Linked DNA regions of Mus musculus: regions 2, 3, 4, 5, 6 and 7 are each linked to region 1. The links are chromatin contacts, called in public HiChIP or PLAC-seq, Micro-C and promoter capture Hi-C maps. All regions are on one chromosome and are shown on one strand. Each heading gives the region's core, a stretch centred on a gene start, on an enhancer-like site or on the middle of the called end of the contact. The rest is flanking DNA. Distances are from core to core; before and after follow the strand shown. Region 1 holds the start of Itgb4 (integrin beta 4). Region 2 holds the start of Nt5c (5',3'-nucleotidase, cytosolic). Region 3 holds the start of Sumo2 (small ubiquitin-like modifier 2). Region 4 holds the start of Mrps7 (mitchondrial ribosomal protein S7). Region 5 holds the start of Foxj1 (forkhead box J1). Region 6 holds the start of Exoc7 (exocyst complex component 7). Region 7 holds the start of Galr2 (galanin receptor 2).

The links. Hi-C and Micro-C count contacts between places; a contact is called where the count stands out from the background. HiChIP or PLAC-seq counts read pairs in DNA pulled down with a chosen protein or histone mark. Capture Hi-C pulls out chosen DNA fragments and counts their contacts.
Region 2: a contact with region 1 is called in an HNF4G HiChIP or PLAC-seq map of pancreatic cancer cells. The contact joins the promoter of Nt5c here to the promoter of Itgb4 in region 1. A contact is called at or near these places in 4 of 39 promoter capture datasets (the C10 cell line, liver and pre-B cells), 3 of 115 datasets of contacts at active chromatin or transcription factors (bone marrow-derived macrophages, pancreatic cancer cells and pro-B cells) and 1 of 9 other capture datasets (embryonic stem cells).
Region 3: a Micro-C map of embryonic stem cells shows a contact between it and region 1, with 4 times the contacts expected there. The contact joins the promoter of Sumo2 here to the promoter of Itgb4 in region 1. A contact is called at or near these places in 2 of 39 promoter capture datasets (liver and pre-B cells), 1 of 484 Hi-C or Micro-C datasets (embryonic stem cells) and 1 of 115 datasets of contacts at active chromatin or transcription factors (bone marrow-derived macrophages).
Region 4: a FOXA1 HiChIP or PLAC-seq map of pancreatic cancer cells shows a contact between it and region 1. The contact joins the promoter of Mrps7 here to the promoter of Itgb4 in region 1. A contact is called at or near these places in 4 of 39 promoter capture datasets (embryonic stem cells, hippocampal neurons and liver), 5 of 115 datasets of contacts at active chromatin or transcription factors (embryonic forebrain, embryonic midbrain, embryonic stem cells and 2 more) and 3 of 9 other capture datasets (adipose tissue, embryonic stem cells and pancreatic islet).
Region 5: a FOXA1 HiChIP or PLAC-seq map of pancreatic cancer cells shows a contact between it and region 1. The contact joins the promoter of Foxj1 here to the promoter of Itgb4 in region 1. A contact is called at or near these places in 2 of 39 promoter capture datasets (liver and pre-B cells) and 1 of 115 datasets of contacts at active chromatin or transcription factors (pancreatic cancer cells).
Region 6: a promoter capture Hi-C map of adipose tissue shows a contact between it and region 1. The contact joins the promoter of Exoc7 here to the promoter of Itgb4 in region 1. A contact is called at or near these places in 2 of 39 promoter capture datasets (cranial neural crest and liver), 1 of 115 datasets of contacts at active chromatin or transcription factors (pancreatic cancer cells) and 1 of 9 other capture datasets (adipose tissue).
Region 7: a promoter capture Hi-C map of liver shows a contact between it and region 1. The contact joins the promoter of Galr2 here to the promoter of Itgb4 in region 1. A contact is called at or near these places in 3 of 39 promoter capture datasets (hematopoietic stem and progenitor cells, hippocampal neurons and liver), 2 of 115 datasets of contacts at active chromatin or transcription factors (bone marrow-derived macrophages and pancreatic cancer cells) and 3 of 9 other capture datasets (adipose tissue, embryonic stem cells and liver).

Annotation. Positions count from the first base shown.
Region 1 is chr11:115,972,559-115,976,403 of GRCm38.p6, forward strand. Itgb4 (integrin beta 4) reads left to right here and starts at 2,167. Exons shown (of 40, transcript NM_001005608.2): 1 at 2,167-2,596.
Region 2 is chr11:115,489,778-115,493,622 of GRCm38.p6, forward strand. It overlaps Nt5c (5',3'-nucleotidase, cytosolic), which reads right to left and starts at 2,037. Exons shown (of 5, transcript NM_015807.1): 1 at 1,830-2,037; 2 at 1,494-1,594; 3 at 1,361-1,421; 4 at 1,076-1,190; 5 at 648-967. The coding sequence starts at 2,009. The coding sequence ends at 822. It overlaps Armc7 (armadillo repeat containing 7), which reads left to right. Exons shown (of 3, transcript NM_177778.5): 3 at 1-689. It also overlaps the pseudogene Gm11694.
Region 3 is chr11:115,534,451-115,538,295 of GRCm38.p6, forward strand. It overlaps Sumo2 (small ubiquitin-like modifier 2), which reads right to left and starts at 1,780. Exons shown (of 4, transcript NM_133354.2): 1 at 1,648-1,780; 2 at 102-233. The coding sequence starts at 1,668.
Region 4 is chr11:115,602,030-115,605,874 of GRCm38.p6, forward strand. Mrps7 (mitchondrial ribosomal protein S7) reads left to right here and starts at 2,111. Exons shown (of 5, transcript NM_025305.3): 1 at 2,111-2,214; 2 at 2,692-2,883; 3 at 2,994-3,057. The coding sequence starts at 2,132. It overlaps Gga3 (golgi associated, gamma adaptin ear containing, ARF binding protein 3), which reads right to left and starts at 1,887. Exons shown (of 17, transcript NM_173048.3): 1 at 1,799-1,887. The coding sequence starts at 1,838.
Region 5 is chr11:116,333,588-116,337,432 of GRCm38.p6, forward strand. It overlaps Foxj1 (forkhead box J1), which reads right to left and starts at 1,767. Exons shown (of 3, transcript NM_008240.3): 1 at 1,631-1,767; 2 at 455-1,121. The coding sequence starts at 952. Rnf157 (ring finger protein 157) reads right to left here. Exons shown (of 19, transcript NM_027258.1): 19 at 2,758-3,845.
Region 6 is chr11:116,304,595-116,308,439 of GRCm38.p6, forward strand. It overlaps Exoc7 (exocyst complex component 7), which reads right to left and starts at 2,140. Exons shown (of 20, transcript NM_016857.4): 1 at 2,020-2,140; 2 at 1,794-1,859; 3 at 270-454; 4 at 1-88. The coding sequence starts at 2,079. Gm26730 (a long non-coding RNA gene) reads left to right here and starts at 2,270. Exons shown (of 3, transcript XR_389166.1): 1 at 2,270-2,587; 2 at 3,078-3,631.
Region 7 is chr11:116,279,045-116,282,889 of GRCm38.p6, forward strand. Galr2 (galanin receptor 2) reads left to right here and starts at 1,895. Exons shown (of 2, transcript NM_010254.4): 1 at 1,895-2,806. The coding sequence starts at 2,442.

The DNA of each region.
Region 1 (3,845 bases), core at 917-3,416:
GCACCAACTGCTTTTCCAAAGGTCCTGAGTTCAAATCCCAGCAACCACATGTTGGCTCACAACCATCCGTAACGAGATCTGACACCCTCTTCTGGAGTGTCTGAAGTCAGCTACAGTGTACTTACATATAATAAATAAATAAATCTTTTTTAAAAAAGATTTATTGTCTTTTAAAGATTATTAAATGTTTATTTTAATATTTTATGTAAGTTCAGACACACCAGAAGAGGGCATCGGATCTCATTACAGATGGTTGTGAGCCACCATGTGGTTGCTGGGAATTAAACTCATGATCTCTGGAAGAGGAGTCAGTGCTTTTAACCACTGAGCCATCTCTCCAGCCTGCAAAGAACTATTTTTGTTTTTTTTTTTTGGTTTTTTGGGGGTTTTGTTTTGGTTTGGTTTTTTTGGTTTTTGAGACAGGGTCTCTCTGTGTAGCCCTGGCTGTCCTAGAACGCAATCTGTAGACCAGGCTTGGCCTCAAACTCAGAAATCTGCCTGCCTCTGCCTCCCGAGTGCTGGGATTAAAGGCGTGCGCCACCACACCCAGCTGCAAAGAACTATTTTTAAATCAATGTGTAGAGCTCTTCTTTTCCAGACTGGACTGGGTGCCTACTGGAGTGGCTGATGTCCACAAGGAACTGAGCTGGCCTGGAACATACATCTGAGTGCCGAAAACATACTGGGCTCCTTCCCCAGTGCCCCCACATTCAGGAGGAAGTCTCCCTGGGGACCTGGCCTGTGCAGAACAGCCCTCAGATGGCTGGACAGGGCTGACAGGGCTATTAAAAATCATTTTTATTTGTATTATGTTTGAAGCAAAATCTATATAGCCCTGGCTGGCCTGAAGCTCTCCATGTAGACCAGGCTGACCTTGAACTCACAGAGATCCACCTGCCTCTGCCTCCTGAGTGCTTGGATGAAAGGCCTGCTACACAACAGCAGTGCCCCAACAGACTCGTTTTACTCATTTGTTTATGTGAGAGGGTGGGATGGATGTACACACCACAGAGACCTTGTGACAATGAGTCCCACCAGGAATCAAACTCAAGTCATGAAGTTTGTCAGCAGGCACCTTGACCCATTAAGACATCTTACCCAATCACACTTTTTTTTTTTTTTTTTTTTAACTCCTCTATGTACCAGGCACCAGGGCTGGGGCTGGGCTGGTGAAAAAAAAACCAAAAAACAAAAAAAAAACCAAAAAAACAAAAACCTCCCTTCTCTCTAGCCCAGACCTGGGCATAGGCCTCTCCACCTCTCCTAACTTGGATTACCCCAGGTTGGGGCAGAAAACATGGGTTCTCCGAGTCCACAGTCCAGTGGGATGATCATTTCAAACCAGTATAGCAAATGCCATAAAGAAGCCATACTCTGGTCTGGAGGTCTAGTTTAGTGGTAGAGTACATGGCTGATACGCATGAAGACCTATGTTCCATACCAAGCACCGAATCAAAAGGAAGATAATAAAAGGACAGGTGTGGTGATGGATGCCTGTAATCCCAGCACTTGCAAGGCAGGGGCAGAAGAATTACCCCAAGTTCAAGACTAGCCTGGACTACACAGTGGGAAAAGGCCATATTCTCCGACCAGACTTAGAAACCAACAGAGGATGTGGCAAAGCCGAAGAAAACTAAAGATCTTGTAACATTAGTTCAGGGTCTTCAAATATAAGGATAAATCTGGCTGAGTTTCAGACTGCATACTCTGGCTCTGACACTTGGCGAGCTTGAAGCCCCCACGGGTTGAGGAGGTCCAGTGCCAGCGGTGAGCATTAGCTAACCTGGTGAGACTAGAGTTGGGTTCTTGCAGCGCCTCAACGGACTCATTATTAAACAGAAACGGGGCCTGAAGGCACTCGAGAGCCTGCCGCAAGAGTAAGATTTGTGAATCAGCTTGTCACCAACACTGTAACAATCCATGAGTGCTACTCCACACTAGGTCACGTGGCCTCTTGATGGCTACAATTACATTTTAAGGAGATTTGAGTATCCGAAGAAACCTAGAGGCCCCAGTCCTTGCCTATCGGTTCCTCTAGTAGAGGCAGAGAGAACCCAGTGGCCAGCAGTCCAAGAGTGCTAAGTCTCCCTACCAGTTTGGGGCACGACCTATCCTCGCGCTGACACGGAGAGGGTGGTGCACGACCCGATGACCGTCGAGGCAGCGGGACTGACCCAGCTGGGCTCACTGTATTAAGAAGCGGACCCGCGACCCGGAGCGGCCCGGGGACCCGATCTGGGAGCCTGGACGGGTGGGGAAGACGGAGCCCCGGTCTGTGCTGCAGGGAAGAGTGGCTCCTCCTCCAGCCCCCTCCGCGGCGGCTCGGGGCTCGGGGCCGGCGCCGGTTGAGCCGCAGCCCTTTCCGGGGGGCGGGCCTGGCGGCTGCGGCGACACCCCAGCTCCTGCCCCGACAGGTGCGCGCAGCGCGCAGGAATGCAGTCCGCCTGACTCACCAGCGCCTCCTTCCTACCTGCGCCGCCCGTCCATAAAGCGCTGCTGGCTCCCGCCCGCCGCCGCCCGCCCTGCTGTCCCGCCGGGCTCGCCCGCGCGCTCAGCTCGACCCAACGCAGCCCAAGTCCGAGGTAGTCTCACTAAGGTAGGTGCAGGTCCCGCTGCAGATCCGAGGGCACACCGCCCGCCCCGGTGCCCCGGGACAACAGGGCTGGAGAGGAAAGTGAATACCCACTCCCGCCCGGGGCTTTTGTTTCCCTTCCCTTCCCTGAAGATTGGCAGGCCCTGGCTCCCTCTGCCCATGCTGCCAGGACAGGTGCCAACCCTGCCAGGATGTGGGAAGGGGACAGCTGGGAGCGGGGTAGTTGGGATCTAGGGAAAGAATGGTGAACATCAGATACCCCTGCTAGAAAAGGACACTGGGTAGGTGGGTAATAGGAGTGGGTAGAGGCTGGGGGCTCACCAGCCCTCTGAGTGCTACCTCCCCTGAATCTGAAGACAGTAGAGGAACAACTTAACTACCTTGCAGCAAGCCCCCTTCTTGTCCGGCTTGACAGGACCTGCTGTGTGGTGACCCGGGTGCATGTCAGGCGTGGGGAGTCCCTGATTTTCCTCTTGGCTGGCCCGCAGCCTGCTCTCTTCCCAAAGCCCGCTCCAGGCACCTTTGTTTGGGGGACCTTTCAGAATCTCATCCAGCAGTCCCGCGAGCACTTGGCCCCGCCATACACTCTTTCCCACGATCCTTGGAGGAGCCTTCTGGCTGTCACTGTGGCCCGGGACTCCAGGTGGCTCCCAAGGGTAGGGGCAGACCTCTTCCTTCTTCCTGACAGACTTGCCACACCCTGAGCATAGGTTCAACCCAGATGGCACGTTTGTTTCTACCCTCACTAAAAGTGAAAATCGAGTCTCCTGGGGGCTGAGAGAATGGACAGCAGAAAATGAGCGTTTGACTCCTTAACTCTGACTTCCAATAGCTGACAGGGTAGGCAAGGGGCTGTTACAGCTTCAAGAACTGCTGTCCTGTCTGGCCCAGCCTGCCATGGCTACACACTCTGTGATGGCATCCTCAGTCCTAGTCTTTATGTGGAATCTTGTTTCTATACTAGGCGACTACTTTTAGAACTTTTAAAATACAATTTGGGTCGAAGCAAACACTCGAGTGTCTGCCTAGGCCTTTACATTATATAGTTCCTGTGTGTGTGTGTGTGTGTGTGTGTGTGTAGGTTCAGTGTGGAATCTACACTGCCCCCAAATCCCCGCCAGACCCTCCCAGTGCTGACTGCTGGAATGGGAGGCTCCACAGCCTCAGTGCCTCATCTGTCCTAAGGCACACACAGGCAAGCCTCTCCCACTGGGGTCCTGTGCAGATAGATGCCTTGTTAACCCTTTGCTGA
Region 2 (3,845 bases), core at 787-3,286, 480 kb before region 1:
CAGGCTGTGGACCACTCATGTGCCAGCTGCCAAGTGTGGCATCCCTGTCTTTTCAAAAGAGTTGCTCTGGCCCCCTTTGCCTATGGGTCAGATCTTCTGACACTTGGGTGGGAGCCCTGAACATGAACCTTTCATGGGCTATCCCAGTCTGCTTCCTGCCATTCTCTCAGGAGCCACAAGCCTCCAGTAGGTACTGTCAACCCCTCAGGACTCAGATGCAGACCTTCCATAAAGACACCTAGAAACTAATGTCAGGGGACCATGGCGGCCCAACCTCTAATCTAATCCCTTGAGAGACAGGAGCGGGATAGCGATGAGTCTGGTCCACCTAGTGAGTTCCTGACCACAAAGGTCCGATAGAGTCTAACGAGCTCCTGTAACTGGTTACCCCGCCCTCCTCTGCCACTGAGAAGAAAAAATGGAATTAGGGGATAAGCGAAGAGCAGTCCTGACAGGAAGTGGAGTTTAGGGAAAATGGGGGCCCTGATCACTCAGCATTGTCCCCCCTCAGATGGACAACGAAAGCTGAGGAAGGAGATCTACAAGGGCTGGAGAGGGGCTGTCGTACAGCCACTGGATGAAGGAAGGCTCCCGCTCCCATCCTGAGCTGAAAAGGAAAAGGAGCATCAAAGATCCAAAGCCTCGCGTTTGGTTTTTATTTTTATTAAAAACCTCCTGATTTTCTCCACTGTATTTGTGTGCTAGTCTCCTTCTTTCCCGTGTAGGCCTCCTGGGAGGAGCCGGAAAGCAGTCTGTTCAAGTGGCTCCCTGATTAAAGAAAGTCACCTGTCCAGGCAGGGTCCTGTCCACCTCAGGGTCCTTCACAGGCTGGCTCGCTTGCTCTCAATGATCCCCCTCCAGTTGTCACTCCAGGAAAGCAGCCGTCTCCTGGTGGGGGGCAGGGCCAGGTGCTGATTGTGGCAGCAGGTGAACAAGATGTGCTCCCAGCTTGGGGTCTCCTCTAGGCCTGGGCAGTAAAGACAGCGTGCGCTCTGTAATTGGGTCATTTTTACTCCTCCTTAATCCCAGCAGGCCAGATGCCTGGGGGTTGTCAAGGTTAACTGGCTGGCCCAACCTTGAATGTTGTCTTTGTCATCAATGAGCAGGTCTCCCATGACCACCGTCTTGTCCCTAGTCAAGATAATCCGCTCCACAAACTCTGGCCCCAGGTTCTGCTCCACCCAGCGGTACTGTATAGGCGGGAGGGGTGGGGAGAGGTCAGTGGAACTTGCTAGGCTCAGAATGCAAGATAAGTAAGGCATGGGGGCTTAAGTGGGACTAGCCCTCAAACACGCGGGACCCCTTTCACCCAGCCCCCATTTTCTGGTTTATTTTTTTAAATCAGCGCAGGCGCCGGCACCTTCTCGCCCACACAGTGGTCGTACTTCAGCAGTGGGGTGGTGCAGATGAAGACCTCGGTGCTGCGGAGAAGGGGTGCAGTTAGGCCTGGGGCACTGGCCGTCTTCCCGCCGCCCCCTCCTCACCCTCCTTACTCTTTCATGTCGTTCATCTCTCGCAAAGCGTCCAAGGCCCCAGGGATGGGCTCCAAGTTTAGGAAAAAGCCTGGAGATTCATACACACTGGCCACTTTTTCCTGAAAGAGAGAGATCTTGGTCCCGCTCCTGCTTTCCAGTAGGGGGAGCCCCAAAGAGGACACACACACACACAAAGATTCTGCAGGAGACCTCGGTTCTAGTGTGTGTGTGTGTGTGTGTGTGTGTGTGTGTGTACCCTTTCAAGCTTTCTGGTTCGGGGGTGAACTGTGGATTCGCACAGCTTGGCTGCCTAGAAGAGAACTCAGCCTAGAGGTTCCCCATCGGGTCTCCTACCGCCAGGTCCGGCCTCAGAGCTCCGTACTGCTCGTTGGCGAGGAAGCCCCGGCGCTGTTCCAGCGGCACGTGCGGTTCCTCGGGAAAGCGGCGGCGAAAACCCTGCAGGAGGCCGGACTCGAAATCAGCTAGCACGCCGTCCATGTCCACCAGCACGCGCACGGGCCGCTTCACCGCCATTGCCACGCCCGGTGTCTCCGCAGAGCACAGCGGCAAGCACGGAAGATGCCAGACCCGGAAACAAGCTTCCGGGACCGGGGTAGGGGCGGGCCGGACTTTGTTCATTTGCACAGAGTGGCCAACCAGGTGCCCAGGATGGCATTGCGTCCCTTACGGGGCTGCCGCTCATGTGCAGCATCAGAATCCCTCTCCCATAACCTCTAAGATCCGAAATACTTTCTTGGCAATGGGGAACCTGCTTCGCATGCTGAATGCATCCTTTGCCTCTCCCATGTTTGTCCAGGCTGGAAGCTGACAGGATCGTGAGTCTCCCAGTTCAAGGGATGAGAAGGACCCCTTAAAGACAACCGTGGGCATGAGCTGGGCATGAGCTGGGCTCTCAAGAGACCGGACTCATAAGCCAGACTTGGTTTGAAACAGTAACATTGTTTTCAATCTGCGTCCACTACTTTTTCCTGTGGACCCGAGGTCTCCGGTAGAATCGAAAACTTGTATGTCCCTCTAGAAAATGTTAAGCGTTCACACACAGAGACACAACTTATTCTTGTAGATTTCAGAGTCAATGGCGACATCACATCAATTTTCCAACCTATAAATGCAGATTTGAGTAATGACTCCCCCCCCACCCCCGACTCAGGGTTTCTCCACATAGCCCTGGCTGTCCTGAAACTCTGTGAACCAGACTGGCTTCAAACTCCCCGAGGTTTGCCTGCTTCTGCCTTCCATGTGCTGGGTTTAAAGGTGGGCACTGCTACACCCCGATAAGACATGACTTCTAACCCATGGCAGAAGTTTGTCAGCATGGAGCCCGACATCTCACTTGAAGAAAAGCCAGTTTAAAACAACAAAGGAGCAGAGTGTAGTGGCGCACATTTTTAATCCTCACACCCAGGAGGCAGACCTCTGAGTTCCAAGACAGCCAGAGCTACTTAGTGAAGACCTTATCTTAAACAAATTTGGGCTGCAGAGATGGCTCAGCATCGGTTAAGAGTACAGACTGCTCTTCCCCGGGTTCTGAGTTCAAATCCCAGCAACCACATGGTGGCTCACAACCATCTGTAATGGGATCTGATGCCTTCTTCGGGTGTGTCTAAAGACAGCTACAGTGTACTCATATAAATGAAATTAAAAATAAAAAAAGCTCTTCTCCTTTCCTCTGCCATCCTGCGCATTACGCCTGATTCGGTTCTCCTTTCCTCTGCCATCCTGCGCATTACGCCTGATTCGGCTTCTTGCCATGTCTTCTCACAAGACTTTCCGAATCAAGCGATTCCTGGCCAAGAAACAAAAGCAAAATCGCCCCATTCCTCAGTGGATCCGGATGAAAACTGGTAACAACGTCAGGTTCAACTCTTCTCTTAGAAGACACTGGAGGAGAACAAAGCTGGGTCTGTAAGGATTCACACAATGGCAAGACTGAGGGTTTATACTGAGTTGTGGTCAGCAATCAGTCCTACCAGACAGATTTCAACATTTTTAACCTGGAGACTTGCTCATGTCTTAAATTAGGGTGTTTGTCTAGTAATAAAATATAGAACCTTTTAAAAAAATAAAATAAACAATTTTTTTCTTTTCTTCCTTTATTCTTTTTATTTTTATTTATTTTTTGTTTTTTTCCTTATAAACATTTTTTTTAAAAACACAAAAAAGCAAACAAAACTGGTAAAACAAACCAACAACAACATATCCCGGTGAATTCTTACTTAGGGACTGAATTTTCACTAAGCCAAACCAATTTTCACATAAACTGAGTTAAAGTTCATCTGCTGTTTTTTCTCTCCTGCCCTTTCAGTAACTTTTAAAATATTCTGAGAATCCCATACATACATATTGTAT
Region 3 (3,845 bases), core at 530-3,029, 440 kb before region 1:
TAACAAAAATAGTCATGCAATACTGTGATGGTACATTTTCTACTCCTAATTCGGCTGTGTACATGGATTATTAAGTGGAAGTACACTTATCAATTCCTCACCTGCCGTTCACAATAGGCTTTCATTAGTTTACTAAGTGGTGTATGCCTCTTAATCTTAAACTGCACCACAGAACCATCCTGTCCCGCCACCTTCAAATTAATATGATCGTTGTTCTCAGTCTTGACTCCTTCCTGTTGAAAGAAAAATAAGAGTGTAATTTGGAAACTGTGAAACACAAACACCTTTAAAGAAGCTGCGGGCCCGAACGCTTCAGAATCAACAGGTTTCTCTCAGGCTCTCCAACAGCATACAGCTGTTCCCAGCCCCTGGGCTGAAAGATCAGAAACCCTGCACAAAGTGTTACAAGTCTGGTACAGAAGCACTGATACTAGCAAGGCAACAATACACTTAGAAACTCCTTGCATAATTTGTGATGCATCTGAGGTTAAATTTTCTAAAATGGCATTATTTCCTGTCATCGCCCAAATTTGTCGCTTCCCATAAACACCAGTGTCCTTTCTCTTTTCAAAGCTACAACTACTAGAGTCGGTTTGGGGTGGGAGTGAGAAAACCATACCTTGTATTTCAAATTTTACTGCTACCTTCTTGATAAAAGTTAGCAAACTCTGCTCAATGATATCAAATGAACATATCTTTAAAAAAAAAAAACCGAACACACTCAACTGAGGGATATCCCGAGTCTCCCTTTTTACATCTTCCGATTAACGTTCGACTATATAACTGCTTCATTTTCAGTTCAGAGCTTATTTTCCCCCTCTCCTTTGCTGTCATGGCTGCAATACAGTCTTCGTGCAAGTATTCCCGTACATTGCAACCCCAACAGCAGTTCAGCAAATCAAATGTTTATGTCCAAGGATTCGATTCGTCCATCCTGTGTCCCCCTCCAAATAGAGTCGGGGCCAGAGAGTGCCCTGCCCTGGACTGATGCTGGTCCCCTAGTCCGCAGCCAAGAGTAGCCCGTGCCTCCGAGGGCGCGTTCTCAAGTTGAGCCCGTGTCTCTCTGCTCGCACCTAAGCCTCCAACCACAACAAGCCACATGGTTCCCGCCAGGGTGCGGGTTTCTGGGCGCACGGCGGAGAGCGCAGCCCCTCCCCCGCGGGCCCCTTGGGCCTCGAGCCGGACCGACTCTGGAATCCCCCACTCGGGGTTGCCGGAGCACACACCACCGATCCGGCGCGGCCCCAGCCCCGAGAGGGAAACCCCGGGCCGCACGACTCCCGCCTTCGCCGCCGCCCCAGACCCCGCGCGCCCAACGCTTTCCTTACACGCGCCGGGCGCCGCCGAGGAGCCAGCGCGGGGCCGCCGGGCCCGCGGGCTCCCGCGAAGCGCCGCCTGCCCGCCTCGCGCCGCGCCGCGCGCGCTCCGAGGGCCTGGGGGCGGGGGAGGGCGCCGGGCCTCCTCGGGCGCGGGCGGGAGGAAGAGAGCGAGAGAGGAAAATGGCGCGGAGCGCCGGGCCTGAGCCGCCGCTGGCCCCGTGGGGGGCCCCGGGCAGGCAGGGAAGCCCGCGGCGGGCTTCGGCCGGACCCCGGGCCGCGCCACCCACCGGTCCGCACGGTGAGGCGCAGCCGGCCGCCGCGAGCTCACCTTGGGTTTCTCGTCGGCCATGGCGAGCGCCGGAGTCTCCTCAGCTGCCGCTTCACAAAAGAGGCACCGGGTCCGCACTGAGGGAGCGCACAAGCAGCACCAGGAGCGGCAGGAGGAGGCGGCAGCGGTGGACGAGGCAGAGGGCGCGCGCACGTCGTGCGCTTCCCTCCCCCCGCCCTGCGTGCGCGAGCACGAGCATCCGGGGCTTCTCATTGGCTGCCGCTTCGCGGGAGCGCGCAACGCTTACATAACCACCCCTCCTCCTCCCCCCCACGGCCCGCGCCTCCGCCGCCTGGGCCAGGCGCCCGCCAGGTCGGCGGGAAGAGGCGCGGACACGCGCACCAGTCCCGCCGCGGGGGCGCGCCTGGCTCTGGGCGGGGCTGTATTGTCCTCCTTCTTTGGTGGAGCATAATCAAAATGGCTTCCAGCTGGTCCTCGGCGAGGACAGGAAGGCGCGTGGCCTTAGACGTGGGGTGAGCCTAGGTCGAGAACGGAAGGCCAACTCCACGTAGAAGGGGGCATCTCCATCAAAAAAGCAGCAGCGGGTTGTGAGAAAAACTCCTGTTCAGTAGGACAAATGCAACTCCCCCCTGCACATCAAACTTCCCAGTCCCTTCGTCCTTCCCCATCAACCAGCTTCCCACCCGGGAGCCTCAAATGTCTTCCAACCTGTTGGGAACCCTACTCTTGCTGTGGAAAACTGTTCTTATAGCCACTCAAAGGATTCCTTGCTTGTGGCCTGCCTCCCAACTTCCAGAGAACACAGTCCATCAGGGGAGCCGACCCAACCTGAAGCTCACGGGCCCATCAATCATTTCGTCCCTTAATCCAGTACAAAGTAGGAGTAGGATCCTCGCATTTGAAGAAAATCCTGCCCTCTGCTGTGCATGCCACCCTGTGGCTCTCACTTGGTGTTTTTATTTCCTGTACCCCTGTATTTTCTTCTACTACTGTGTTCCCACAGAGGGGGGAAATACCACGATTACATTACCACCATAGTGCTTCTTCTCGACCAAACAGCTTGAAAAAATGCCCATGCCAGCTGCTCCACCCCCTCAACTCCCACTCACTCCTCAATCCACTGCAATCTGTTGTTGTCCTCTTAGCTCCACTAGAACTCTCCACAAGGTCACCTTTGCTGAAACCAGTAATACGTCCCGTTTCTCACCCCTACTCAACTCCCTTCGACTCTGCACAAAACAGGCTTTTTTTTTCTGTCACCTTAGGCCAGTGGTAGCACACCTTAATCTTTTTTTCTTTATTAAACTTTATTTTAATTGTTTCTTTGAGTTTTAGTACAGACTTTTTCTGGTTTTTGGGTTTTTTTGTTTTTTTGTTTTTTTTTTTTTTTTTTTTGGTTTTTCGAGACAGGGTTTCTCTGTATAGCATTGGCTGTCCTAGAACTCACTCTGTAGACCAGCCTGGCCTCAAATTCAGAAATCCCCCTGCCTCTGCCTCCCAAGTGCTGGGATTAAAGGCATGTGCCACCACTGCAGCTAGTATAGACTTTTAAAAATTACTATATTTCCTCTACAGGGACGTATGAATCCCTTCCAATATCATCTACTTTCTAAACTCTCCTTTTCTAACTTTTTTTTTAATCCTCCTTGCATGTCTGTGGTGGCATAGGTGTTTAATCCCAGCACTAGGGAGGCAGAGGCAGGTGGGTCTCTGTGCTCTAGGCCGGACAGGTCTACAGACTGAGTTCCAGAAAAGCCAGGGCTACACAAAGAAACCCTGTTTTGAGAAACAAAAACAAAAAGATAAAAATTAAAAAGAAGACAGACAGGGCAACACAGAGAAACCCTGTCTCGAAAAACCAAAAATAAATAAATAAATAAATGAATAAATAAATAAAAGAAAAAGAAAAATTCCTTCTTTTGGGCGGGGCCTAGTGACACAAGTCATTTTAATCCCTACACTAGGAAAGCAAGATAAACAGATCTGTGTGTATTTGCGTATTCCAGATAGGCTGACAGCCAAGGCTACACAGTGAGACCCTGTCTTTGTGTGCCCATCTGGAGGTCAGAGGGTAACTTGTAGGCTTTGGTCTTTTCTTCCATTTTGTTGGTTCTAGGGACTAAAGTCAGCTTATCAGACTTTCTAACAAGGAAGCATCTCACCAGCCCCAAAGCTGTGACTTTTTTTTTTTAAATCAAGTCCCAACAACCACATGGTGGCTCACAACCATCCATAAT
Region 4 (3,845 bases), core at 861-3,360, 370 kb before region 1:
ACTAAGCAAGGGATAAGAGGGCTTCAGGGTTAATGAGAACAGTGTGTGCTGGTGGGAAAAGCATCACCAGGCCATCAAAGGAAAAGGCAGGTAATGGCCAGAGACAGACTGGGAGGAGGGTAGTGGGGTGGCAGCCCTGGAATGGTGGTAAGCTATAACTGCTCTCTTGGGAACAGCATGCAGAGTGGACCAAGGAGAGGCTGCTGCAGTAATTCAGGCAAACCGGAGGTGACAAGGACCTTCACAAAGATGGCACTGACTGGTTCAACGGACTGGTATAAGTCACACTGTCTAGTCAGACGGTGAAATCCCAGCAGTTCTAGATAGAGCAGAAAGAGCAGGCGTTTAAGGCCAGCCTTGGCGTCCTGAGACTCTGTCTCACAAAGACAAAACACCTAAGTCAACCCTGCTTAGCGCAGCTTAGGTCATTTATACTACTCCATTTTTCCTGTTACCGTCTGTGTGGTGAATCAATTCTGCTCTGGCTATTACCCAGTCACACGGTTCCAGGAAAACGGTCTGAGTGGAGGCAGAATGTCCTCTTTGAATTGTGGCCACAGAACCTGTTTCATTAAGTGAGATACTGGGTCTACAATTCCAATTATTTTCATCTTTCAAGAAGGGGAGCTGGGCGTGGTGGTGCACACCTTTAATCCTAGCACTGGGGAGGCAGGGGCAGGAGGATCTCAGTGAGTTCGAGGCCAGCCTGGTCTATACACAGCTGACTGGACACTGGGATCCTTGGGTAAATGATTTTAGCCAATGCCTGTAATCCAGCACTGTACACTCCCCAGAGAACTGTCACATATAGGGAGATGGCTCTATGCCCTGCCCGCAAACATCAGACACTGCAACTGTGATCTTACTTTTCTTTTGGGATGTAGCTTCCCTTAAAGCTAATTTCAATCTCCTGAACAGTAGTTCTTAAGGAAGGCCATGCCTCTAGGAACAACACTCAAGACATCAAAGAGACAACTGTATTCCGTAAAGGATTTCCAGCTCAGGGCTCTACAAAGACGTCTTACCTGATTCGTCTCCATTTCAGAGGCTCTCCCGGGGCTAGCCCTTAGTAAAGTTAATTTATTGACCCTTGATAAGGCGTGATTAACCAGCCTTATTAACCCTTACTAAATAACCTGGATGAACTGTCCGCTAACGTTAAACCTTATTCCTTTGGAGCAATGTACAAATTAGTAAAGATAGCAACACGTCGATATAGCAGCAGTCATTGTTTTTTGAGTTACTCAAGAGCGGGTTATCTCGTTAAAATGAGTGCGTGCATATATGTGTGTGTGTGTGCGCGCATGTGTGTTCCTTCAGTACATATTTAGCACGCTTCGTGGTATATTGTTCCCTGTAGTCGCGCTTTGGAAATGAATTCTCACTTCCAGCATCCTCACTGAGGATGGTCCCACTCTGGAAGCTGCCAGCTGTGTTGTGTGTGCGGCGTGGCACCGCTCAACCCTCCCCGAGGGACCTGTCCAATGCCCGGTCCCAGAGCACAGGCTGGGTGCAGCCCCACCTCAACCTCCCCACGACGCCCGCCTGTCAGCCCAAGGCGCCCGGGTGTCGCTTTCCGGGCCTGCAGGATCTCGCGCTGCAGGTGTCACCCGCGGGAGCCTGAGGACGCGCGGCGGGGAAGGGCCGCTGCTCGCAAGGGGTGTGAGCGCCGGATGCTCGCCGCGAGGCGACGCCGGGTGTGGACTGCCGCGGGCCGCCGCGGCGGAGGGGATGGCGCAGGGAGGGAGGAGGCAGGCCCGTGGTTGGAGGTCAGGTAGAGGCGGCCCCGGATACTCACTCAGCCAGGACTCCAGGCTCTCCCCTTCCGCCTCCGCCATATTGCAGCCGCCCGGTCCGGCCCTGCGCCCTCAAGCCTCGCGAGGTTCTGCGCGAGCAGGGCGGGGGCGGGGCCCGCATGGGGGCCTGAGCGCGCCGAGGGCTGCGGTCCACGGGCGCGCCGGACCGCGTCGGAGGCCGCGAGGGCGAGGATGTGTCTTCGCTTCTTCCTCAGAGGGAACCTCTGAAGGGAAACCCACGCCCGAGGAAAGTGCGCAGGCTCTCATCCGTGTCCTGTCGCTCACTCACGCAGGCGCGCTGTGGGCAGCCCTCCGAGGTCCTGACAGCGGCCAAGATGGCTGCCCCCGCGCTGCGCGCTCCGCTTCGCTGGTCCGGGCTGGCCCTGGGAGTGAGGTGCGCCGTCTGGAACCTTCCAGGGTGAGAAGGCAGCGCGTAGCCGGGACCGCCGCTCGGACCTTCACGGGAGGACCTGGGGAAAGGAAAGAAGCCGCAGGCGAGCTGCGCTGAGTTCTGGCGCGGGAGGGCACTAACTCGGGGCGCCGAGATGGCTGACTCCAGCCATTAAACGGGCCGGTTTGGGGGCTTAGTACCCTGTCCTATGCCTGACAGGCCGGGATGACCTAGATCGGTTCTACCCGGAGCCGAGAGTGCGGCCCTGCTAGAGATCGGAGAACTGGCTTGCGACGGAACAGTGGCCAGTTTCGGGGTGGGGGCTGCCTACCTCTTGGGACAAGGGTCAGAACTGCTGTCAGGTTAGCAGGCGGTCCCAGCGCCACCGTCCCTCGTCAGCGTGATGGCACTTGCGGCTTACTGTTAAGTCAAGCTTGTTCACTTTTGTGGAGTCACAGATTCACCCGTAGGGTTCTGTCTGCTTCCTCCTCGCCCCACTCCCAGGCTCACACAGGTGAGGGGGAGCCGCTATGCCCCCGAATTCCGGGAGCCCTTGATTGACAAGGAATATTACCGCAAGCCGGTGGCGGAACTCACCGAAGAGGAGAAGTATGACCAGGAGCTCAAGAAAACCCAGTTTATCAAAGCTGCGGCCGCGACTGAAACCAGCTCGGTGTTCGCAGACCCGGTCATCAGGTTTGGCGCAAATGCTCCTCTGCTGTGGGCTGGAACTCACCTGGGGCAGTTTTCTGCTGAGGGATCCGGAGTACAGCCCGGGAAAGCTAACCATGTTTTTCTCCTTGAAGCAAATTCACCAACATGATGATGAAGGGAGGCAACAAAGTTCTGGCCCGGTCTCTCATGGCTCAGGTAAGGCCGCTTCTTCCTCTTCAGCTTGTCTTTCTTTTCCCTCAGGCTTGGTGTCTGCGTTTTACACCATGGCTTCAAAACTAGAAAACAGGTTTCTATTCCTGCCATTAAAATTTCCAAGATCTGAGATTGGTGGTGCCCACCTCAAATCCCATCGCTGGAGAAGGCATTTGAATCCAGCACTCGAGAAGCAGAGATAAGTCAGGCCTGCTTGAGCTACAGAGTGAGTTCTGGAACAGAGCTACTTAGTGAGATCCTGTCTTAAAAACAATCAAAACAGAGCCAGAGGTAGGCAGATCTCTGAGTTCCAGACAGCCAGAGCTGTATATTAAGATCCAGTCTTGGGGTGGGGTGGGGGGACAACCTAACAATAAAAGAGGCAGAGTTGGGAAAAGTTTGAGGCCAGGATGGTCAAAAGCTAGTTTCACCCCGGCCAGAGCTACACAGAGTCCCCAGAAGTTTCCCATTCTGTCAACATTAAAAAAAAAAGTTCTTGCCTGGGTGGTGGTAGTTCACACTTTTAATCCCAGCATTTGGGAAGCAGAGGCAGGTGGATCTCTGTGAGTTTGAGGCCAACGTGATCTGCACAGTGAATTCCAGGACAGCCAGGACTACACAGGAAAACCCTGTCTCAAAACAAGAACAAATAATCTCGGCCTGTTCTTGGGGTCATGGTCTAGCAGAGCAGGAGGCACTTAAACTCTGGCTTTCCTGAAAGAGGGTCTCGTGGAACACAGTCTAGCCTGAGCTTGCTGTGCACCTGAGGATAACCTTCACCTCCTGACTCT
Region 5 (3,845 bases), core at 517-3,016, 360 kb after region 1:
CAGGATGACTTCCTGACCCCTCCACCTGGACAACTGATCTTTGTACCCAGAGGGGCTCATCTCTGCCCTACTCTCTAGACGCAGGGTGCAGAAGTTGGCAGGGAGGTCACCTAGGTTCCATTTCAGAGTCCAGTTCTGACTAATTCCTCGGGCAGATCATTGTCTAGGAATTTTCGGACACGGGACAAGAATGTGCCTTAGTGTTACATCCCACATGAGGCTACACCGGGCCCTATTGGTCCCTCTTCTACAACTTCGTCTGTACCTCCAGGGCCTTGGCTCCAGACAAGGGAGCAGTTTCAGAACCTGGCAGAGTGGTCAGGCCTCTCATGAGGCCTGACCTCACAGCCAGGTGTCTCCTTGGCCTTGCAGATCTGGTATGCGAGCCTGGCTAAGTGCCAGAAGGAGGTCGTGAGGAGGGAGTGGCCACCACCCGCACCTCTCCTCCCCCTACCTGCCAGGTGGGGTCTGCATGGCGGAAGTAGCAGAAGTTGTCCGTGATCCACTTGTAGATGGCCGACAGAGTGATCTTGGTGGCCTTGCTGGCTTGCATGGCCATGCAGATGAGAGTGGCATAGGAGTAGGGTGGCTTCACGTGTGGGTTGGTGGCATAGTCCACGTCGTCAGGGGGCGGGGCCTGCAGCCCCGGGGGCGCGCTTCGAGATGTGCACGACGATGTGGGCTTGCCGGGTGTGTGCGGCTGCCCAAGGCAGGCAGGGTCTGCCGCCAGCGGTGACCCGGGCGCCACCAAGCCCGGCACTTGGTGGTAGCCGTGGGGGTCTGTGCCTCCTGGGGGAAGAGTGGGAGCCTTGGCGTTGAGAATGGAGAATTCCTGCAGCCATTGCAGGCTGGTCAGGCTGTCATCCAGGGCGTCCGGCTCCTCCATGCCGCCCTCCGGCCCGGCTTCCTCTCCGGGACCCGCTCCGCAGAGGCGCAGCCAGCTCTCCGCCATGTCTGCGGGGACTCTCCGAAGGGGCGGTCAACATCCACAGGCTGAGCCGGAGTGGCCCGCCGCGCTCTCTGGCCCGCTGGTAACCCAGACTCCAGTTACACAGTCTCCAGAACACTCACTTCCATTCTGCGACCCAGGGGGTCGCCTCCTCCGAACACGAATGTGAGGCCTGCGGGAGCACCACGGAACTGAACACTCTTCCCCTACCCCGAGAGGAAAGAGGCGCCTTAGGGGGGGAGCCCCTCACATTCATCCCCGCAGCCTGTGGCGAGGTCAGGGAAACACAGGACCCTGGTCTGATCCTGCGTCTCCACCTCTCTCCATCTGCCCTTGAAGGGTTTGTTGGCCACAATGAGGGAAGAGGGTAGGAAGGCCCAAACTAACTCTTTTCCCCAAAGAGTGGGAAACTAAGATCACATCCCAATAGTCCAGGGGGGTCAGTACGACGCGGCTGGGGCAAAGTAGGTCATCTGATCCTTGAAAAGAGGTGTTAGGATGAAGGGTCTCGGGAAAGGAAGGTCACAGGACCGAGTTATGGAGGAGCAGGAAGCGATCTCCCGAACTCCTCAGATTTCATTTTCGTGGCCCCACTACTTCTGTGGGCGACCGATGGACTGGATAGCCAGCAGGTCCCGACGCCCTCCCATCCCGTGGTCCACAGCCCTCCCAGTCCCTTACCTGGCTCAGAGCGCAGCCAGCCAGAGGAAGGTTCTGGAAGAAGTTCCTCCCACCTCCCGCGGTTCTCTGTCCCCAGCTCGAGGGCTGTGCTGGCGCCCCTCTTCGCGCCCCCCCCCCTCGCCCGACGGCGCTTCTCTGAGCGCCGACGGCCCGGGGACCGGCATTAAGTAGACGCTCGGAAGGCTTCTTCTGCTGCCATGGCGACGCCCCGCCCCCATAAACAGCTTCCGCTGCTGTCATTGGCCAGTACGTCTCCAAGGAGACCGCGGGCCCTTGCAGCTCCTCTGGCGGCAACTCTCTGGAACTCTCTGGTTCTGCCGCCCTCTCCCGCGCCACCCAGCCCCCTACCCGCCACCGAGATCCGACTCTGTGCATTCCCGCCCGAGGGCCCCGCGCTGGGTCTCACGGCGGGTGCTCGGCTCCCGCTCGAGGCCCCGGGAACCCCTCCCCCAACGCGTCGGGTTTGACCGCTGAGGGGACCCAGCCCCGGATTCTGCAGACCAAGTCTCGGGGAACCGTGCCCTTGAAGTCTTTGCCCTCACCGGGCTGCCAGTGGCCTTTGTCTGGTTTCTGGGGCCTTTCCCTGGTCCCCGAGTGTCTTCTCTGGTGCCCACAGGCAAGTTTGACTCTCTGATGCCACCTGTCGCTTATAATCCGCAGAAACGGCCACACAGCTCGCAGACACACCGAGGCGGGTAGGGTAACCCAGCGTCTCCCGGTAAGCAGCTCGCCCACTCACCCTGCTCAAGTTCCCGGAAGCTGGCATTCCAGGGGCATCTGCGGAGGTGCTGCCCTTTCAGACAGTCTAGGAAGCAGAGCCAGCCGGCAAAAAACAGAAAAGCCCTGGGCCTGCAAGATTCTCAAAGAGGTCATTTGTTCTACTGATTTAGCCAGGAACTGGTTAAGTGATGGGAACTACTAAGCATAAGGGATTCTGGGCCCTAGCTTTCCCTATTGCCATCAGCTTTGGGGTTCTTTAATAATTGACGAGCTGCAGGATTGGAAGTGATCGGGTTTAAGGCAGATGCAGAAGCAGGTAGGGCAGTCAGGAATGGAGCTGGCCTTGTACCCAGGTCTGCAGAAATACTAAAAAGAGCCTGAGCCACTGACTGAAACGAATACGTTCACAAACGAATTCACGTTGTAATTAATGGCTCCCTTGCCCCTGTAAACAGTTTTATTCACTTTTAAGAATCATGCAGCAATCCATAAATATTGCATCTTGATGTCCCCACTGTAATGTGCCTATAAGTGTACTCCATGAATGTGAGGGGTACACAGATGGCACATACAGAGCACACGCACGCACACACACACATACACACACACATACACACAGGTGTTCAGGCCCTAAAACAAAGTGTGCAGCCAGCACGCCAACACCAGATGGACAGGACTAGTTCCCCAGTGGGATGGATGGCTTAGGGTTTGAGTCTGTGCCTGGCAGATGTCACAGGGGATAGACACTCTGGTGGGATGAAATTAGGTAAAGCAAAAAGGCTCTTTGAGGAGGCCAAGATCTGGGCAGTACCAAGCATGGAAAGGTGCAGATACTGTGTGATGAGGAGCCAACGGCACCAGGAGAACATGCCTGACTCTGTACATTTGAGCCCCAAGAAAGGGATGGTTCCCAAATGGACTGGGTTGTGTGGCAGCTGACAGTGGGCCACCCTGTGAATGGGCTATTTCTGCTTGCCAAGAAGTAAAAGGGCAGAGTGAGGGGCGGAATGAGCAAGGCAGAGCAAAGGGTATGCTAACCTGGGTGCCTGGATTATGGAATTCAGGCTGAGCACTTGTGAAGGGAGACGGAAGGGCTGATTATAATGGCTTTTTCGAGGGTTCCTGGCCACTGTGGCTACTGTTTACCCGAATCTCCTTCATCTCAGCTTCTTCCCCTCCTCCCAGGTCACACCACACTGTGAACACCGCTTACCTACTGCCTGCCAGGGGAGAAGGGCTACGTGCAGCCGTGCAGCCGTCCCAGGCTCAGGGAACTTCCCTGTTGTTTCTGTTCTGGTTTTTGAGGAGGTGTGGATATTGCTCAGCCTACACTGGTGTAAACCTTAAGTGTGGGAGGGAGGGGCCCTCGGGATGCTGAGGAAGTAAAAGACGGGAAGCAGGGTGTTCAGAAGGGGCAACATGGGATCTGAAGCTCAGCCTGTCCCACGTCCCGCAGCGCAGCAGAGCCCCTAACAGTGGGATTACCATGGAAAGG
Region 6 (3,845 bases), core at 890-3,389, 330 kb after region 1:
GCTGTCTGGGCTATTGTCCTGAAAATACTCCACAGCCTTCTGGATTTTGGCCATACTTCCCAGGTACTCTTCCAGCCTACCTGTGGGGCTGGGAAAGAGAAAAGCTGGCTTAGCCTTGGAGGGCAGGGATAACATAGACAGACTATGGCCACGGTCTGCGGGAGAAGAAGAGAACGCAGATAAGGGGCTCCACGCTCACATGGGTTTTACTTGGCTCCATGGGTCCAGGAGACATTAGTTATGTGAGCAGAGCTCTGCATGGAACTCACCCCTCTCGGATGATCTTCTCCGTGTCGCTGGCTACGTGGTAGTAGCTGATAACGTGGTCCAGGCAGGATAACGTCTTCTCCACGTTCTCCTGCAGCCTCTGTAGGTTCTCTGTCTGCTTGTGCACAGGGATGATAGAGTTCTCCAGCTTCATGAGTCGGCTCTCAAAGGACGACAGGATGGACACCTGTGGGGGGGAACTCCTCTGGCTCATGGCTCCCAGGGCTGTCCTGGAAATACTCACAGACATTTCTTGTCTTTTCTTGGTTTTCTAGACGATACACTGCTACCCATAGGAAGGAACATAGTCGACTTGTTTGCTACAACTGCACTCCTAGTCTGGTACACGGCTCACCATAAACTGGTTGAAAGTTCATCTGACGGCAAGAGGAACATTAAGCGAATTCTTCCTTCAAGGAGCTGGAGAGATGACTCTGCTCTTGCAGAGGACTGGTACTGAGTTCTCAGCACGCACATCTGCCAGCTTACAACTGACTGCCTGTAACTCCAATTCCACAGGATATGACAGCCTCTTCTGACCTCTGCAGGCACTGCTCATTTGTGGGACACATACACACATGCAAACACTCATGCACATAAAATAAATTTGCTTATTTGCAAAAAGAGATAATCAGGCTGGAGAGCCAGCTCAGCAGTTAAGAACACTGGCTGCTCTTCGGAAGTCCTGAGTTCAATTCCCAGCACCACATAGCGGCTCAACCACAACCATCTATAATGAGATCTAGTGCCCTCTTCTGGCATATGGCCATACATACAACCAGAACACTATACATAATAAATTTTTTTTTTCAATCACCTCAGGATAGATTCCTTTCTACCCTTGAAAGTCAAATCTCAATTTCTGTTCTCTCTGAAGTTTTCCTAGACTGAACAGAAAGTAGCTTCCTCCAAAATAGTTGCAAATATATTACTGTTACCTCAAACAAACAGCCAACCTCTTTCCCTAAGGGCAAATCTCATTCAACAAGTATTTTATTACTGTGTAAATACAAATGCAAGCACTTTTAAAGCATCTTACTGTATACCAGACACTGGGAAGCATGCATAGACTTCCTCCACGGACACACTGGGAGGCTGACATTGTCTGCTTTACCAGGTAAATTAACCATAACTCAAGGCCTACCACCAGGAACCACATAGTAAGCTGTAGGACATTGGGTAGATCTAAGACGCATTAACTCTCTGAGATGGTTTTGCTTCCAAAGCCCCTGTGACTTCGCTGCCTCGCCTCGCTTGAATTTGACAATGACACGGGGCCAGTACCAGGCCATGTACAGGATATCACGAAATGTTTGCAGAAGGACAGACAGTAACAGGTATAGGGCAGCGGTTTCCTCGGTGATGGGGTGGAAACTGGGGTGCAGAGATACCCATCGCTGCAAGATATGCCCACTGTTTACTACCCACGCTGGAGTCCCTGGACAGGCGCAGGACACGTCCATCACACGCCCCTCCTCTGGGGCTCAGGAGCCTGGCGGCAGCCTCCCAGCTGAAAGGCTACTCACCATGTTCCTAGTGAGCTGGTCGCTCTTCTCCAGGCTGTCTCGGATAAACGACAGCGTCTCCTCCTCCTGCGAGGGGCAGAGAGGAGGACATCACCACAAGCCGATGGTGAAAGGCGACCACCAGCACCCAGCACCCAGCACCACGGCCTACGCCTAACCCTATCTCCCCTTCCACCCCGGTTCGATGCCCCTGAGCGCCTTTCCTTCACTTTCTCCCCAGCGTCACCTGCTTCAGTTTGTCCTCGATCTCCCGCCGCCGGGCGGAAGCCTCCTGCGGGGGAATCATAGCAGCGGACAGCGCTGTCCCCACTCCCCGCTGTTTTAGCTCCAAACCCTGCTCGGCTTCCGTCCCTGTCACGCCCACTTCCTCCCTCGGCCCCGCCCCCGGACGCTTTCGGGGGCGCCATGTTGGGAGTGGCAGGCGGAAGTGTGTTCCTGCCGGAGCTCGCGAGCGGGCTGCGGGTCGACGCCATCTTGAATGTGGCTGGAAGAGCCGCTCACCTGAGGCATACGTGGGTCTTTCCTCGTAGCCAGAGGCTGGTTTGCTCGCTCCTTTGAAAGACAGCCCCTTGCTGGGAGACTGAAGCAGGAGGCCATTCACGAGTTCGAAGCCAGTTTGGATCACATAGTAAATTCCAGGCTAGCCTAGGCTACAGAGTCAGACTTGGTCTCCAAACCAAAAATCAAGCAAACCAACATTATACCTGAATTTTTTTTAGATCGTTTTGGCTGCTCTGGAATAGGTTATGTAGACCAGGCTGACTTCTGCCTACCGTGGGCTGGATTAAAGAAAGGTGTGCTCTGCCAAACCCAGCTCACCCAAGAAAAAGCAGGGCGGTGGCGGAAGGCAGGAGGTGGAGGCTGGCACGGAGTGGTATATAGGGTTTACAGTTCTCTCCCTCCCATGTGTAGGACCCAGAGGGATTGAATTCGGGTGCCAGGTTTTGTGGCAAATGCCTTAACCTGCTGAGCTATTTCACCAGCTCATGATTTATTTGTGGATTTTAACATGGTGTATAGATAGATGTTTCGCCCATGGGTATGTATGTCTGTGCCGTCACTTGCATGCCAGGTGCCCTGGAAGACCAGAAGGTTATCTGATCCCTCTGGAGCTGACATTACAGTAGTGAGCTGTCTGTCATGTGGGTTCTGGGAACCCTAACCCTAACTCAGGCTTCCTGGAAGAGTAAGAAAGAGCTCTTAACTGCTGAGCCATCTTTCCAGTTAGCTAAACCCTAATTTAGGATAAAAGCGCTGACTGAGGAGACAAATTTGTTTTTGCAGATCATATCTTAACGGTTCAAGTCTGGAGACTGGATTCCACACAGAGTGGCTTACAATGGATACTTCAGAACTTGTGGGATCCCACGTGGGTTTAATAACAGAGACACAGAGACATCTGTATAGTATAAGGCTGTTTGCCTGTTTGCTGGGGCAGTCCCTCAGCTAACCCTCCAGACTCAACGCGACTTCCCTGCTACGAGTCCCTGGCGTTCTCTCTGCTCAACCTCCCTGTCCTGCTCAGTTCTGCTTCTGTCTCTCTCTCCTCCTGCCCCGACTCCAACAGTCAACTCTAGTCCTCAAAGGCCACACGCCTTACTCATCCAATCTGAGCCAATCAGCAACGGACAACGCCTAGTCTGAGCCAATCAGCAGCAGGACAACACCTAGTCTGAGCCAATCAGCAGCAGGACAACGCCCGGTCCATATTTCTGTGTTGTCTTTTGGCTTTGGCAGCTTTTGACCTTCACCAGGCAGCTTTCTTTTTAACAGGCTAATCTCAGAGAAACACCTTTGTGGCAGGCAAGGAAGGACAAACACTTACATATAGAAAGCAGGTAATATCGGGCTTGGGAGCTGGCTCAGTGGTTAAGAGCACCAACTGCTCGTCTGAAGATCCTGAGTTCAAATCCCAGGAACTACATGGTGGCTCACAACCATCCCTAACAAGATCTGACTCCCTCTTCTGGTGACAGTTACAGTGTACTCACATATAATAAATAAATCAATCTTTAAAAAAAAGGCAGGTAATAGGCCATAGAAATGACAGTA
Region 7 (3,845 bases), core at 645-3,144, 310 kb after region 1:
ACCTGCCTCTGCCTCCCAAGTGCTGGGACTAAAGGTGTGCACCACCACTGCCTGGCTCTTGCCACTTTTCTTACTCATTCAATTGAGCCATGCCAGCCATGACTTAGGGACCCACCACATTCCTACAGTAGGGCATCTTTCCTTCCTGCTCCCTCTTTCTGTATCTCCCTCCACCCCCAACCCCCGATAGTGGGCTGTTTCCTCGCCATTATACCTAAGTTCAGATGTTTGGTTGTGGGTTTTGGGTTTAGTTTTCTTGTTTTCTTTTCTTTTTTTTTTTTTTTTTAAAGATTTATTTATTTATTATATGTAAGTACACTGTAGCTGTCTTCAGACACCAGAAGAGGGAGTCAGATCTCATTACAGATGGTTGTGAGCCACCATGTGGTTGCTGGGATTTGAACTCTGGACCTTCGGAAGAGCAGTCGGGTGCTCTTACCCACTGAGCCATCTCACCAGCCCTCTTGTTTTCTTTTTAACAGTGTCTCATTGTTTTATTTGGGCTGGCTTTGAACTTCTGGACTCAAATGGTCCTCTGCCTTGGATGCCTAAGTAGCTGACACTATATATATATATATATATATATATATATATATATATATATATATATATATCACATCTAGCTAAATTATGTTTTTCTGCAATAAGGATATGACTTGGTGGCAGAGTGTTTACCAAGCATGCCTGAGGCCCTGGATTCAATCCCCAGGGGACACACATATGATGACAACTATTATCACATTCTTTTTTCTTTATTTTTATTTTTGATAATGCCTTTCTTTGTAGCTCAAGCTGGCCTCCAACTCACAGATATTGACCCTCCTGCCTGCATCCTGGGGATTGGGGTTAAAGGTGTGCACCACCACACCTGGAACATCCCAGTCCTCTTAAGACAGGATTTCACTGGTGGCTCAGGCTAGCCTGCAACTCACTCTGCAATCCAGGGTGGCTTTGAACTTGCAATTCTCCCATTTCAGTCCTCAGAGTGCTGTTATTCCATGTCTGGGTCAACAAAGCCCAGTTTTAGGAAAAGAATATTTATGGCCAAGAACTGAATTTTTAAAAAAGATTTATTTAGTTATTTTATATGAGTACACTGTCTTTGTCTTCAGACACACCAGAAGAGGGCATTGGATCCCATTACAGCTAGTTGTGAGCCACCATGTGGTTGCTGGGAATTGAACTCAGGACCTCTGGAAGAGCAGTCAGTGCTCTTAACTGCTGAACCATCTTTCACCACCACCACCCCCTTTTAAATAAAGATTGAATGCTTTAATAGATTTGATCCATTAATAAACTGGTTTCTAGTCTTACATCTCCCTATATTTGATTTATTTGTTCAGTGTGTGTGTGTGTGTGTGTGTGTGTGTGCGCGCGCGCGCGCGTGCATGCGCACATGGGTCTTTGTGAGTGTATGTGCATCATATTTATTCAGGAGCCCATGGAGCAGAAGAGGGTACCAGATCTCCTGGAACTGGAGTTACAAGCAGCTGTGAGAGCTGCCATGTGGGTGCTGAAAACCGAACCTGGGTCCTCTGCATGAGCAGCAAGTGCTCTTAACCGCTGAGCCTTGCTCCAACCCTTCTAGTATTTCTTACCTCACACCTCTTTGAGGCAGTGTTTCCAGACCATTCCATCCCAGACAAGGGAAGAGAGGGTCACAGACAAGGTGATACTAGTACATATTCAGCGAACTTCTGGGTTAAGAGGGAGGGAAAATACTTAGCAGATGAAAAAAAAAAAAAGATGAAAATTTCCATTCTGGCCGGACATAGTGGCGCATGGCTAAAGTCCCAGTACCACAGAAGCTAATGCAAAAGGGTGAGTCTGGGCTAGTTTGGCTCCACAGGAACACCCAGTCTCAAAACAAGGAGGAAAAAAAAAAAAAACCGCCCTCCTTTCTGCCTCTTCTGGGTTGGTCTCTGGAGTTCCTTGTGTGGCAGGCTGAGGTATTCCAAGGATTTAGAAATGGGAGAGGCCTAGAAATATGGCTGGCCATAACACTTTGTGTTTGGGGGAAGGGGGCGTTGAGGGGTGACCAACCACAGGGCCAGTAATCTGTGTCAGCCCCCTCATTCCAAGAATGGGATGGATCTCTTAAAGGCGCCCCATGTCCCACACGCACCCTGCTCCCTCCACCAATCCAGGAACAGTGTGACTCGCTAGTGACCGACTCAAGTCTAAAGCAGAGCGGGTCCCAGGACTTGAGCGCGGGAGCCAAATGGAGTCAGGGTCATTCGACAGCTCCTCTCTCGGCTGCAGGCCGGAGCGGGGTACCATCCTATACTCTGGGTGCTCGCTCCTCCTCCCGTCCCCCGCGCACCCCTGCTCTGGCTCTTGGAGCTCGACAGTCTTGCTGGGGCGCTGCAGCCAGGGAGCTACGCGCTCACCAAGACCCGGACGGCTGCGGGAGCCAGGGCGGCGTCTGCTTTGGTGATACCATGAATGGCTCGGACAGCCAGGGGGCGGAGGACTCGAGCCAGGAAGGTGGCGGCGGCTGGCAGCCCGAGGCGGTCCTCGTACCCCTATTTTTCGCGCTCATCTTCCTCGTGGGCGCTGTGGGCAACGCGCTGGTGCTGGCGGTGCTGCTGCGCGGCGGCCAGGCGGTCAGCACCACGAACCTATTCATCCTCAACCTGGGTGTGGCCGACCTGTGTTTCATCCTGTGCTGCGTGCCTTTCCAGGCCACCATCTATACCCTGGACGATTGGGTGTTTGGCTCACTGCTCTGCAAGGCCGTTCATTTCCTCATCTTCCTCACTATGCACGCCAGCAGCTTCACGCTGGCCGCTGTCTCGCTGGACAGGTGAGTGAACATTCTGTGGTGTCTGAGAACTGGGTACCCAGGTAGGAGCTTGCACTGGAGTCGCCACGCAAGGATCCAGAAGGGATGCGTAGTCGGGGAGAACACTAAAATTACAAAGTGGCCCGAGGCCGTGAAACGCAAGGGGAAAGGGGACTAAGACTCCGTGACTAAGAGTGTCCCTTGATTAAGTCGGTCCTCAGACCTCGAAGGCTGGAGAAATCGGATTTCTGGGGTCTTTACGTTATTGTTGCTTGAGCTAAAAGTCTCTCAGAAACATTGCAGTACTCAGACCAGAGTTGGCTTGCAAAGTAACTTGCCAGTATTCAAATGCTAATTGAGAGCTGCAGAGAGGCATTTGCTTCTTGGCCCCAAGCTCAGCACCTGGAGCGTTGTCCGGCTTTAGGCTTAGGACTGAGCTGTACTTTGGATAGACCCATGCTGAAGTCCAAGGCAGCGGGAGTGAGGGCTCCTAGCGGACGTCTAAAGCCTTCCAGGCCAAGGCTCCCCGCCCGGAGACGCCTGCGGTTTGATGTTCCTTCCCTAGCTAAAGGACCCAGAAAGAGAAACTTCCAGAATGCTCTGAAGGACTCGTGACTGGAAAAGACACTAGAAACAGGTCCTGGGAAGGATGTCATTAGTTCCCTGCCCCTTCGCATCACTTGGCCCTTCCCACAGTAGAGCGGTGAAGAGAGGCGGAGATCCTCATTCTCTGCTTTCCACTGAGTGCAACATGTGGGTTCTGAGTCCGCTGGTGGGACGCACAAAACTTCAGCTTTCTTCAGGGATTTCCTTGCTCTACCCAAGTCTTCTCCGGGTTGTCTGTCAGAGAGCCTCAGGCATTAGAGATCTGTCTCCCTCGGTTGTCACAAGAGGATAATAATCACTGCCCCCAGAAGTCCTGGCATATTCTACAACTTTTAGTTTTCGGTGGTTTGGGGATGCCCTTTCGCGTGGTAGGTCAGTGGCCACATTCTCAGGGTTGGTAATGGTCTAGCAGTGAATTAGTGAATCCTTTCGCTTACCTGTCGTCGTCGTCCCC